Regions from separate parts of the Astyanax mexicanus genome. Here region 1 is linked to region 2. The links are chromatin contacts, called in public Hi-C maps. All regions are on one chromosome and are shown on one strand. Each heading gives the region's core, a stretch centred on a gene start, on an enhancer-like site or on the middle of the called end of the contact. The rest is flanking DNA. Distances are from core to core; before and after follow the strand shown. Region 1 overlaps LOC125784469 (a long non-coding RNA gene). Region 2 holds the start of hoxb5a (homeobox B5a).

What was found. Hi-C and Micro-C count contacts between places; a contact is called where the count stands out from the background.
Region 1: a contact with region 2 is called in a Hi-C map of muscle, with 11 times the contacts expected there. The contact joins the enhancer-like site here to the promoter of hoxb5a in region 2. A contact is called at or near these places in 2 of 3 Hi-C or Micro-C datasets (both in muscle).

Annotation. Positions count from the first base shown.
Region 1 is chr19:33,523,397-33,530,244 of AstMex3_surface, reverse strand. It overlaps LOC125784469 (a long non-coding RNA gene), which reads left to right. Exons shown (of 4, transcript XR_007427281.1): 3 at 901-1,019; 4 at 6,510-6,848. Among protein-coding and RNA genes, the nearest start is that of LOC125784469, 6.6 kb to the left of the region's middle. Within about 2 kb of position 1,759, the one cell type or tissue checked has an H3K27ac peak away from gene starts, as active enhancers do.
Region 2 is chr19:33,333,062-33,340,594 of AstMex3_surface, reverse strand. hoxb5a (homeobox B5a) reads right to left here and starts at 2,809. Exons shown (of 2, transcript XM_022668460.2): 1 at 1,762-2,809; 2 at 1-1,095. The coding sequence starts at 2,341. The coding sequence ends at 848. The region is part of intron 1 of hoxb3a (homeobox B3a); the gene reads right to left. hoxb6a (homeobox B6a) reads right to left here and starts at 6,468. Exons shown (of 2, transcript XM_007232237.4): 1 at 5,677-6,468; 2 at 3,856-4,644. The coding sequence starts at 6,100. The coding sequence ends at 4,388.

The DNA.
Region 1 (6,848 bases), core at 510-3,009, 190 kb before region 2:
TTGGATGCACAGGTAAAGGAGTCATATCAGATTAAAGAGGATTTCAGTATCAAAATATATCATGCTAAAATGTTTCAATAACAGTTATATGATTTTAAAAAACACATTTCTGGTCACTGGATAATTTTTACTATAGGGTGCATTACATGAACTAGCACATAAAATTTTGACGGTTTATAAAGGTAAGAGATAGACATCAACTCTGGGCATTCTTGGCAGTTTTTCTCTTTTAAATTGTTAATATTGAGATCAGAATGATAAAGTATTGATCAAGAAATACATTATAAAATATAGTAATTTGAAGATTCATTTATTGTATTCTGTCTAGAGCAGAACAAACACTGCTGGGCATTTGGACTAAAATTGATCTAGTTCCAGTTTCTTCAGTTTATCAGTGTGTGCCAGCATCAACATTGGTGTTGACAGATATGTCCAAGAAAAATGTCGCATTGGCATTGGCCCAAATATTTAAAGTGACGCATCCCTAGTTAAGTTGCTCATCTATATCAGCAGACAGCGAGTACAGATTATTTGTTCATGTCCCTCAAAAATACATGTTTTCCTGAAGAGAACCTCATTAATAAGGCTACTTGAGATCAAATGATGTACAGTATATATTTCCTCACATTCTTCCCCTCCTTTTTCTGCCTTTTTCCATGATGTATGATTTCTAGCTTCTGTATTTTGTGTGCCAATATCAACATGCCAAATCATCAGGTACACAAAACAGCCTCACGACCATGAGTCACGGCTGTGTTGTATAATTACATTGTATGCGGTCCATATGCTGCTGTAGATGTATGAATGCTTCCAAAATAAAATGGTAGCAGATGAATGCGTGTGTACAGCTCTAAAAACATGCCGTCTCTTTCTCTCTCTCTGTCTCTGTACACTCTGCAGATGCGCACAGAGCTTGGTACAGCGCTCTTGATTTGTGAGCTGTCATCCTTGCACCAAGAGGAAGAAGGGAGAGAGGGAGAGAGGGGGGAGGAAGAGAGCAAACGTCTTTTGGGTCAAAGGTTGGTCTCATTTTTTAGCTATTGGTCCAAGAGGTCAGATTAAGGGTGCTTTCACGGGTGTAGGGGACAGTGAGAGCCTTCTGGTGGATGCCATGCTGAAAGATAGGAGGCATCTTTGTGCATTCATTCCAGATTTGGAGATGTGTCCTGCTTGTTCATTCATTTGGATGCTACTATTTAAATGCCTGTTTATTCATTTAGACCTAGTACTGGGTGATGTACTGGTCTTTACATTGAATTGGTAATATTGATTTTTAGGCTAGTAGAAAATTGCAGTGCCTGTCAACTTGTGGGCACTTGTGGGTATACTGTTTGAAAAAGACAGTTCAAAATACAGATTATTTGTTTGGTGTTTAGTGGGTATATTGTCTTAAAATTACAGTTTAAGTTTGTCCAAATGCTAAATTATATAATAGTAGTGCTAATAAATGATGGGCTCATATTAAATATAACCAAATAACATAATTGTCAAATATATAAAAATCACACAGTACTAATACAGGTGCTGCCATCGTGAATAAAGTGAGTCAAGGCATGGTTTGACAGGACCGGGGGACTTGCCACCGGCCTTTAGTTGCTTCCTGTTTTAAAACTAAATATAGCCCCCAGGCCTGTATTGTGTGAGTGTGTGTCCGTCTGTGTCTATGTGTGTTTTCAGAGGGAGCGGACTGTCAAAAGGAAATGGTCTTATAGTGAAGAGGAATGTTCGGGTTAGCAGAATGAGTACAGGGGTTTGACTCTGTGTGTGTGTGTGCGAGTGCGTGTGTATGTGTGTTTTGTATTTGACCGCGTTTTGACCTCCCCTGGGTGCCCCCTTACCTCCCCTTCACCCCATCCTCCCATCCTTCACCTCCGCTGCCTTCTCTTCATCCCTCCTTCCACAGCAGACTGACGGGCAGAGGGCCTCTGACATTCTTCTGTCGAACACACACACACACACACACACACACACACACACACACACAAAGGGCATCTATGACCTCTCAGTAACCCTCCTTAACCTAGCCATGACCCTTGTTGGAATGCTAAATAGCCTTTTAAGCAGAAACAAACAAACAGATGATTGCTTACATGTAATATTTACAATATGTTTTTTATACAATTATTATGCAGTGAAATTCTACTGTAAATAGGTCTTAGTGCTGGCTCACTCTGCTTGAATTGTCCTTCTGGGTGCCTGTCATTAGACTACTTTGAGTGATTTAAGTATTGGTTATAATACGCTTAGGGCTGAACAATATGGCGAATATTAAAATGATATGAATATATATATATTTTGAAATTTAAATTGATGCACTATAATTGCAAAACTTAAGAGTTAATAATATATATTGAAATAATAGAAATCACGTTTACTGAAAAAAAAAAATATATATATATATAGTGTGGAAATACTGTATACGGGTGAAAGTTTTGAGATGCATGTTATTTAAAAAGTATTTTGCTGCTTTTGTTGAAGTAACTGTCACTACACTTAAATGAAGGCCTTCTTATAGATTGTGGAGCATTGCTTTGTGCATTTGGTTGCATTCAGCAGCAAGAGCCCTAATGAGTTTTGTGATGTCACATTAGACCAGCTGAGTGCACCTTAAAGTAGATGCGTATCCTTAAACATTTGGATATGTAGTGTATGTTACTGTGCAGAGTATCTGCCTTTATATAAACACAGTGTGGAATGTCAGAATGTGATGCTTCCTGTCTTTCTGTATTGTTTACTATGAGCAGCATGCAAACAGAGGCGCATACAGAAAATACAGTTTTAACTGTCATGATATATTAATGATGAACATGTCACACAATTGTTCTGCTTTACAGATAGTAGTTCTAACTGGGATCAAATCATCACACTATCCATTAGTGTAAATCAAAATAGTTGTAAAACAAACTATAGAACTGCAATAAAAGTGTCACATTATATACATGTGATAACATATGGTGTGTTAAAAATAGATCCCTTTGGATTATATATGTGTGTTTATATTGTGAAAACCTTTTATCTTTTGATTTTCAACAAGACTATAGTTTGCTTAGTTCTAGTTTAGGTTGGTTTAGTCGTAGAATTATATTAATTCAAGTATATTACAGTTATTTAAATAATTTGAATAAAGGTCAGTTGTATTTCATAGATATGTAGTCGAATGTTAAAGATAAGATGCCATCTACAAAGGGACCATCAAAATGCTGTCAGTGGAAAATACATTTGTTGGATTAAAAATCTTAAAAAGCATTGGATCTGCAATTTTCTGCAGAATTGTATTATTTTTGTTTGAAATATTTCTATAAACAGCATTGCTTTATAACTTAGATAATATGTGTCATCACATTTTCTTCATTTTTACTAGTGCTAGAACGAGAGTCAACCTAATCAGAAGCTGTGCTCCTTGTGTTTCCCCTCAACCACAATAAAAAACATATATGTTCATTACATATTTAACCATGTCAGCATAATCGTTACTTGAACTGATATGTAAATCGTTTGTATCACCAAGGGCAGCTCTTTTGTTGTTGTTGTTGTTGTGTGTTGTATAGCATTGTAAAGTCCAGATGCCCAAGTACAAACATAAACAAAATGGCATTAGATAAGTGTTCCAGTGTCATGTTGTACAGGTTGCAGATGTTAAATATGTGAACATGCATTCCTTCAATAGGATGACCATTGTTTGGAGAGTGATACCTCCCTGTGCCTCCCTGTTCTCTGTACAATAGCAGGAAAGTACAAAAGCAGGGACTGGTGTAGGTATTGGAATTGTATTCACACCCAGATTTGTGTTTATTCAGGTACTTATAAAATATCTTGCTTATGTAAAATCGCATTTAAAGATACAGATGCCTCCCATGTTAGCTGTTGACTGACTAACGAGAAAAATACAATTTCACATAATATTTTCTTATGAGCATTATACATTATTATTTGTAATGAAAGCAAACCGAACATAAACATAGCACAAGCTGACTCTATTTTGTGGGTGTGTTTTAAAAGAGAGAGAGAGAGAGGGGAAGAAAGTGTGTGTGCCTCTGCTTTCCTAGTGATCATTGGCAGAAGTTGGGGAGTGTGTACAGTGAGCTTTCAGTCTGGTATTTGTGGTAGATTTATTAATGGTGTGTAGGCGAGTAGGGAAATTTAACTGTGGCTGCAGTGTGGTTTCGGACACCACAAGGGCACACATGGACACAATGAATAGAAGATACATCATACGTGCACGCAGAAGCAGCACACACGCTTATGTTTGTTTTTATACGTTGTCAGGACATGGGGTCATACCTACTTCCCATATGCATTGGATTCAGCATATCACTGCTATTAAAATTTCAACTTTTACAGTAGGACACGAAAACCTTACTATCATTGAGAGATAATGTAGAAAGGTTTTAATCAAAATCTAAATTTTAGAGCATTTCTATTGAACCATTACCTATGTTATTTTGACACACAAAACTTAGCCATAAAATTAATTTCTACACTCTACTTTTTGTCCATTTTATCAGCTCACTGACCATATACGACCACTTCACCTGGTTCATTTTGTTCACCTTGTTCTTGAATGGTCAAGACCCTCCCCTCCCAAGTACTATTACAGAGCAACTATCATTATAGGGGCGGTGGATACAATTCTCAGCACTAAAGAGACACTGACAAGGTGGTGGTGTATGAGTATGGGTTAGTGTGTGTTGTGCTGGTAAGAGTAGGTCAGGTACAGCAGTGCTGCTGGAGTTTTAGAACATCCCACTGTCTATTCAATTAAACATCTTATCGTATTTTATATTGTATCAAAAGATTCTGGCAGCAGATTTTATCCAGGGAAAAAAAACCTTTTGTCTATAAAAGGGCGACTAGAGGGCAAAAACAATATAAGTTAAAATACATATTGGATTAGTGGTGTCCTGATCACATTTTTTTTGCCTTTGAGTCTGAATCATTTGATGTCGATATAGAATATCTGATACTGATACTTTGGCAATGCAGTGAAAAAAAAAAAAACACATCGAAGTTTTGCCTAAAGGTTTTTTTTAAATAAATCTTTAATTATTATTGAAACAATGATAATAAAACATTTTTGTACCTCAAAATAAACACACATTAAAAATAAATAAAAACTAAATAATTTTCTTTAAATAATAATTTATTTAAAAAAACTATGTAATATCAGACAGAAATGCCTTGTACACTGAGGCAACACAGTTAAAAAAAATCTTTAAAATGTAGTTTAAAAATTATAGTTAAAATATGTTTTAAACTATGTATAGTTTAAAATGTGAGATGATGAATGTTTTTTGTAAATCTGTCAAAATAATGGCCAAGTAGCGCAACATCACAACGCTAATATTTATTCATATGTACTGATCTACCAGGGTCTAATTAAGGGTCTCGCACCCATGCACACCCTCACAGACACTGAGGGAGAGGAGTGTATTAGCAGTGCTCTGGTTAATTGTACTGTCCAGAGCTGTTCAGTGGGAAACAAAGAGAAGTTGTACCTCATTCTGAATCCTGGCTATTTTTTCACCCAGCTTGTGCTGCCTGAACGGTGCGCCGCTCTCAGAAGCCCCTCGTTACTCGTTCATACTGAATATGCCTGTTAGAGCCTTAATGACATGACTAGCTCTAGTCTACTGTTTATTTCTATGGGCCCACTCTACGCTTCCCGCAAATGTTTAGTATTTACCACGTGGACGTATGGACAATGTAACGTTACATTTTTGATAAATCAGTGATCCGGATCTTTTTCACCCAATCTCGATCCATTATGTAATCACACCTGATTGGATTGGGGACATCCCTAGTAGTTCTATTTAGGTATCTATATATGTTAGCAACCTGTTTTGTATGTAATATGTGCGTGGGAAAATCTCCATCTGTTAGGTGAAAAAGTATTTAAGGAATATAATACAGTTGTGTCCCAGTTTACATACATTTAATAATAAATCAGTACATAAGGGGTGAATATGCTTTATATTGATATGTTGATTAGTTTGTCCTAGTATTCAACATTAAAATTAAACACACAGTTTTGCAACAGTAGCGTATGATTTGCTGCTATAAAATAAATGTTGAATAATGTTGAATTGTTACTTCCCTGTATGTAATAATAATATGACCAATTTGATGTATTATATTTTAGTAGCAGTATATATATTTTAACATTTTTCTGAAATTAACAACAAACATAAATGTATATTTTCAGTAAAAAAAAAAAAAAATCTAATGAGTAGCAGTCAAAGTAGAGCATTCTGGTTTATGTTATAGAAAAGTGATCACTATTAGTCTCATGTGCAAGAGTGGATGGTAAACTAGCCCAGTGCATGAAACGTGCAGAAAAATCCCCCAAATATATTCAACCTTTAGTTGTTACAGTGCAGTTCGTACAAACTACTTTGGACACACATGCACGCTGTCTAATGTATGTGTCTAATGGAAACAAATACAGAATAAATGAGTAAATGGGGTTTATGATGTTGGAGACCTCTCTTTATTTTTGTGTGGTTGGACAGCAGGCGGATGCGGATCGTCTGTAGATGGAGGTCGTTGGTCTGTCGGACTGTGTTTATGTGGCCCAGATGTGTCGCAGGAAACGCCGGAACTTCAGCTGTAACATAGACAGTCTGTCCAGCACTCTCTCTCTCTCTCTCTCTCATATTCCTCCTTTCTCTTTCTCTCTCTCACTCATTCCTCCCCTCTCTCTCTCTCTCTCTCTCTCTCTCTGTTGCCAAAGATTAGTTTGCACTGTTTTGCTACTGCGGAATATTCCCATGTGGGTTTAACCAGTAAAATAACCAGCAACCAGGAATCATGAAGGTGAAGGATATCCCTTCTAGATAAATAAAATCAGA
Region 2 (7,533 bases), core at 1,560-4,059:
TACAAACAAATACAAAAAGCTTATTGGCAAATGCTTACAGGCAGTTCAACATGACAATAGCTTTTGTCGCTTTCCATACACGTTTGCCATTAACTCTGCCTACTACAAATAGCCAACTAGTCACAATAAAAATGTTCAGTATGTACAACGTTTTTGAGGGGAACATAAACATGATTCAGTAATATACAATTACATTTTTCGAATATAACTATACACACGTATGACCGGATACAGGAATCGAATGAGAACTATTTACATTATTTCCCCTTTTCAAAAACAAAAAATATATAATCATTGAAGAACTTGAACACATTAAAAAGGTTCGATGAATTTATCCAGACAATGACGTTAAAACATATAGGACCAATGAACACATTTAGGCTTCTGCTGAACTTGCTGCAGTCACCACTAAACTAGAGCTTCACTTCATATTTGGGCAGAGGCTTCTCTAAGCTGTAAACTCAAAGGTATATACGTTTATAGGTAGTAAATAAGTTATAACATTTAAGAGCTCACATGCTAACTCTCAAGAAAGCATTAACATAGCACTTGCACAAACAATATTCATAACAAGGACAACTGGCGGCATTTTAGATTTTTCTACCCCCCCCCCCCCCCCCCCCCCCCCCAAATAATAATCATAGTATTAAAAGAACAGGCTATGCACACTAACTTCCTTTTAATTTTAGCAGTACCACAGTAGAAGATTAAGTTGCTTTAAACATCAAACAACATGCCGAAAGGTGCCGCTTTTACAGTACTCTTTGTAGTGTATTGAAATCTATTTTCTTCTAATTTTCCTGCTGATTTCATTTGCACAACACTTAGAGTAGGGTTTGCGTTACCACTATGGCTGAAAAGCGCTACCTGCGGTAGCCAGGCTCATGCTCTTCAACTTATTGTCCTTTTTCCATTTCATCCGCCGATTTTGGAACCAGATCTTAATCTGTCGTTCTGAGAGGCATAGAGCATGGGCTATCTCTATCCTCCTCCTCCGGGTGAGATACCTATTGAAATGGAACTCTTTTTCCAGCTCTAGCGTCTGATAGCGGGTATAGGCAGTTCGGGCCCTTTTGCCGTCTGGTCCAGTCATATCTGAATGGCATGGATAAAATGCAAAAGTGAATAAAATGTTAGCGAGAATGGAATCAACACAGCAGTTTGCCAACACATTTTTGTGCAGTTTGAAAAAGAACACACAAATACCAATGTCTTCCTGACGATTTATGACTGAATGCGTACAGTGCAGTCACCAAATGGTACAGTGCATATATGCATCACAATCCAACAATCAGTTTGGGTTTCTTGCTTATTAGCAACTATATATATATATATATATATATATATATATATATATATATATATATATATATATATATATATATATATATATACAAACTTCACGAAGTACGTTTAACTTTTTTTGTTTTTCATTTTCCCTCTTTTCTCCATCTCGCCTTTCTCAGTTTTATTGCTTCTCCTCTCCCCCCACATTCCCCACACATTCCATCCATACAGCAGAACTTTTTAAACAATCTACAACTTCTAAGCTTTCATACGTTGCTGCACTCTCTTCTCCTCACATTATTTCTCTCTCACAGTTTTGGCTACTACAGACCTGAAAGATTTATGACACTATCGTGAACATCTAAAATAAAGGCTAATTACGGGACCTCCGTGTAGCTGTAAAGGGCACAGAAACTCGACACAGACAATCATATTTCGATTAAAAACAGAGGCGAAAAGATAATACGGGAGTACCATGACTAATATGTAGTTTCCGCATCCAGGGAAATATCTGTGGTGCTTGGCCATCCGTAGTCGCAGGAGTGGTGGAGGTTGCCGTAGACTCTTGCTTCTGTTGCGTCCGGGGAGCTGTGTTGGCCGCTCTGTGGGAGCTTTCCTCGGTCTCGGATGAAGCACTGGCCTCGTCGATTTCTGTGAAATGTGTGCTGTTGGTAAGGTTACTACCCGCAGCGGAGACGCTTTGGTCGGAGGGGGGCGAAGTGCCTTTGGGTCCCAGGCTTTCGCTGTTGGAGCAGGGCAGCGGTTCCGGAGACGCGAGAGAGCAGCTTGACGGCTGCCGGAATCGCGTCTCCGGCGCTGGAGACTGGAAGCCGCGGGAGTTGTCCCCAACAGCCCCGAAATGGCCCGTGTTGGTTGAACGATTGACGGTTAGGTCCATCCCATTGTAGTTGTAGCCGTAAGAGCCTGAATGCATGGTGCCGGAGTCCCTGTACGAAGCGTTCATAGCGCTGCTGCTAGTTCCATAATTTAGTAACTGATAGTCGGGGCCATTTGGGTAGCGCCCTGAGAACGAGTTTACAAAGTAAGAGCTCATTTAGGTTGTTTTAGAGGGCTTGATTTGTAGATCTTGGTCGTTATAACGCTGTGCTTCACGATTTATGATGTATTAATGAATTATAGCAATGCACTGTACTTCGTTTTTGCTATGTATGCGGCCAAATATGGGGGTGGGGGTGCGTTTGGGAATCACGTGCTTTTGTTGACCAGTCGTAAATTCTCACTGATGACTTCAAGAGGTAATTCATGCTCTATGGTTACAAATGATGACGAGACGGGGAGTCGTTAGGCTGGAGTCAACGTGTGCCTCCCATGGCATGGATATGCTGCATGTGAGCCGACAGCGTCACCTACTGGGGAAATAAATTATAGCACAGGGAAGACATTTTCTCTACACATTTTATTTTCTTTACGTGAAAGTAAAACCTCAGCATCTGGTCAAATACATTGCCTTCTGGGAATGTTAAGGTTAAAAAAACTAAAATTTTCTTAATAAAAAAATCTAAATTGTATTCGTTAATAGATTTTTTATAAACAAAATTTTTAATCAGTGTATTCACCTCCTAAAATGATTTTATCAGTTAAATTAATCAATCAGTTGAATTAAAATAATAATAATAATACTAATACTAATACTAATACTAATAATAATAATAATAATAATAATAATAATAATAATAATAATAATGTACCGTATCTTTAAAATTATATTTTAACGTGATTTCTTATAAACTAGCTAGATATATGTGAATATCCAATGTTTAGTTCATTGTGAATGCATAGAACCTTAGAAGAGTCTCCTACTAAACAAATATGGACTGAGTAGCACACAAGGAATTTAGGGCTGTGATAGATGGCTCAAGCTGATATATGGTTTGTTAACATAAAGGCACAAGTTATTTCATGTATGTACATTATGACATGCAGTGTGCCACATATATATATATAATTAACTGTGGCAGTGTGTAAAATGCAGTCTTTTCAATATTTGAAAAAATCAAAAAATTATATTAGGAATACATTTGAATACGTATTCACAATATTCAGAATTTTTACATTTTACTTTGTTAATGTAGTGTCTAAACCGGATGAGATTTTGCTTGCTCACTTAGGCCTTCACCTGAGAAGACTACTAAGTGGTTCAAGCTTCGAGGCTTTTGTGAGTGCTTGGCGCGGACAGGTCAGCTTTCTCCTTTGGCCATCTATTAAGACCACTGACCTCTTCCTTTCACTTTATAAGGACCATTTTACAATCGAGTTCTTGGTCACTTTGCCTTTCATTGTTTAAAAACGAAACAATTCACTTGACGGGTTGTTTGAGTGCGTGCACCTTGTAATTCACTGTCTGGCTCTAAAGCGGTGAGAACACGTGGCAGTGGGATTTTCTTGAATAATTTTGTCTTTCCCCCGAATAAAGTCCAGATTCAAGTCCATTTCCAGACCACTTCTACACATTTACAATGGACATACTATTACTATAATCGCATAAGCTAAGTGCCTTACAAATTCAGAGTACTAATAAAATAACACTATGTGTTACCAACACATATCGCAGGTGGAATATGCTGTCAGTTTATTTCGTTTTATTTCTTCGGATGAAATGAAAAACAAATGACAACCACGTACAAAAGTCATACTTTCTAGTGTCTTTATATAGTTCTCATCTTCGAACTAGTTTGGGACATGTAGGAAAGCTCATTTTTACCGATATACTATTCATCACAACAGTGTCTAAATGATCATTGCTCTTAGAAATAAAAAAACGTTATTACATACAATGAGAATTCCATTTTATTTTCACATAGCTTAAATATGAACATGAATATAACATTTGAAATAGCTTCATTAAACATGGCCGTCAAGTGTAAGACCAAATAGTAAGTCAAGATATGCTTGCACACAAACACATTAATTAGACATGTAAAAATAATGATGATAAAAACGACAATAAGAGGAATGCTACAACGAATTTACCAACACAACTCCACCGGTGTGCATTTATGTACAAAAGGAAAGTTCGTTTCTGATGATACATGTAAATGTATCTTATTATGCCATTTAGATTTTTCTTGCGTCCACAATTTTATTCTGTCCTCTTCTCCTCTTCTTCCTCCCCACTGGTTTGTGAAGAGTTGATAAGTTTGTTCTCTTTTTTCCATTTCATGCGCCGGTTTTGGAACCAGATCTTGATCTGGCGTTCCGTCAGGCACAATGCGTGCGCGATTTCAATACGGCGCCTCCGGGTCAGATACCTGTTAAAATGAAACTCTTTCTCCAGCTCTAACGTCTGGTAACGGGTGTACGTCTGACGACCTCTCCTACCGGGGTTACCGAAGGTCCCTGTCCGAAAAAAGGGAAGAAAGTGTGAAAAAAGAAAGTCAAACATTAACACGAAAAGCGTGCATATTACAATGACAAATGCATCCGAGAAAAAGGCCTGAAGGCAGAAAGCAGTTTTTCAAAGTTTATGCCTCGGATTTTTTTTTTAAAGCTCTCTGCTTCATAACTTAGGAGACGTTGCTGTAACAACCAGTTGAGGTAGTATAAGTACAAAACTTTAAGCTAGTGAATTTTGACGTTACAACTCAAAGTCGAATCTATATAAATGCCTGGGCTCTACTGCAAGTACCTCTTGCATTAAAAATATTTATCTGATATTGAGGAGGAATACAGCGCCCACTACCAATGAAACTTTTAACTGTTGACATATGGGAAAATGCAGAGCTTTTTAAGGCAGCAAATCAACACATAGAGGTCATATTATCCTTAAAAATTATGGAGCGTTAGGCAGGTCACATGATGATATTCTGTTATGATATTCTGTCTGAATGGGTTAATTTTGCTTTCATGTCATGTTGCCTGGGCTGATTGTTTTCGCACTAAATCTCACTAAATACTCAATAAAACTAGTGCAGTGGTTTGGTTTCAAAATACTTTATCACTTTGTTTTTTGCGATGTGTACAAGAGCACGTGAACAGCTGGACATTGTCAAAAAAACACGATCCATTTTATGACAATAGGCACCCACTAAAACAACAACTGCAGCGGTCTTACATGGCATTGCGCGGTTAATTTTATTATTTGAATATATGTATAGCAACAACCGAAGTAAATTGTTCGCAATCAACAGTGGAATTTATTCGAATATGCCACCATATGATATATAACAGGTGGAATGTGTGATCTCTGCTGTCAATGTGACAGTACGGTGGGGACGAACATAATGGTTAGAGTATTTTCACTGAGCGGGCTTCCGGCATTGTACAGTCGGTCAGTTAGTCACGTAACACGCCTGAGCTCTGCGTGTCAACAGTGAGAGAAAAATATTAAAGAGCAGTAAGCGACAAATAGTTTTAAAGCGTGAACCTTACCGTTGCACGAATTCATTCGCTGCATCCATGGGTAAACCGGCGCCGTCGGCTTCTGATCGTCAACCTCGTTGTAGATGCTTTTCATCGACGGCCCTGTGCAGTCTGTTTTACGGTGGTCCTGACTGAGGACGAGAGAGTGTTCCTCTATGCTGGCCAGAGCACAAGCGGGGTCCTTTTCCCTGTAGAAGCTGGCCGTCGCGTAATCGCAGGCACCGGCGGCGCTCGCTCTGCCGTACGCACCATTCTGGTAAAAGGAGGAGGGGTACGCCTTCTCCTGGACACTGCTAGCTCCATAACCAGCACCGGGGTAGTGTCGTAAAGGGTCTGTGTATCCGGAGGGGTATAAAGGTATCTGTCCCAAGAACGACTCCTGTCCTCCGGGCAGAGTCACAGGGAAAGTTGAGTTTACAAAATAGGAACTCATTGGGAGGGCACGGCTCTTTTCCTTGCTTTATGATTTGTTGTGTTTTATAGTCCAAGTGGTTTAGCTATTAGTAGTTTATCGGAGATTGGGTTTTAGTTGAGGGGGGGGGGGTTGCTGGGTGGCTATGTGCCAGTGCGGGACAGAGGGAAACCGTACCATCTGACCAGTCACTGACCAATCGCAAGCGGTTGTGCCTTCAAAATAGCACCCTTGAGGGGGGCTGTGATTGCATGCGCCGGGGGACCGCAGAGCATAAAGCTGTATTTTTTTCAGACATTCTGCTTTCCCTTTCCCTTCCAATGAGATTGCCCAATGCAAGTCACATAGGAACTTTAAAACACAAAATTGAATAAACAGACCCCCCCCCCCCCCCCCACAACTGTTTTGGCTGAGGTGCGCCAGTACACAGTAGATTATGGTCTGATCCACTTGCATGAGACAAAGGATCTGCCAGCAAAAATAGGCCAAAATATACATACAAGCGGTTGAAATCCCAAGCACATATTAAAATTACTCTTGTCGTATTTTTCATATGTGTTTATACCTTTAGATATGTGATTAATTTCATCTTATCGCAGAGTTACTGTGGATAAACATCCAAATTCATATATACGTTGTGTATGATTGTTATAATAAATAACATTTACAACTAAAGAATAGACATAAGAAATGCACTATTCTGCGAACAGCAGGTTAAATAGTCAGACAACAGGTTATAGCAGTTTTAGTGCATTGTGTAAATGATGCGTAATATGTAACCGTGACGTGACTGTATTTAATCATTAACTGAATCGCATTTATTTTTCCTATTTTTCCTAGTTTTATTCCCTTTTTTAGTGCCGTAACAAAATATTAACGCATATATATGAATATATGCGTTAATGTTTTGTTATATATATATATATATATATATATATATATATATATATATATATATATATATATATATATATATATATATATATATATATATTGAACATGCTTTTGTGGCGGTATGTCTTTGATGCTTTCAACACTGTCTTAAAAATTCATTGCATGTGAGTACTAGCAAATGTTAGTCCTATTACTCAGCTTCTATCGACTGTTCAGCACACAAGTCAAGCATGCGTGCGTTTTGCATTAACCAGTACAGTTATACTGCCGGTGTCCTGTCGCTCGACGACCAATAAACCATTTGCGCCCTACAAGTGGATATTTTTATTGGGTCAAGAGAGGGGGTTGCGTGCGTTAACTTTCATTTTAGTTTCCTTTTGGTATGACGAGGATGCTGCATTTCCTTTTGCATTGCGCGATTTTTTTCTGAACGGGAAGCATCTATTGTTTTTTCACTTGTAAGAGAAATCAAGGGGAAACCCTGCTCTGTCAAAGTCTTTGTTCATTATTAATGAGTGATAACTGTTGTTAGTTATTCTTTAGTATTATTTTATTGTATT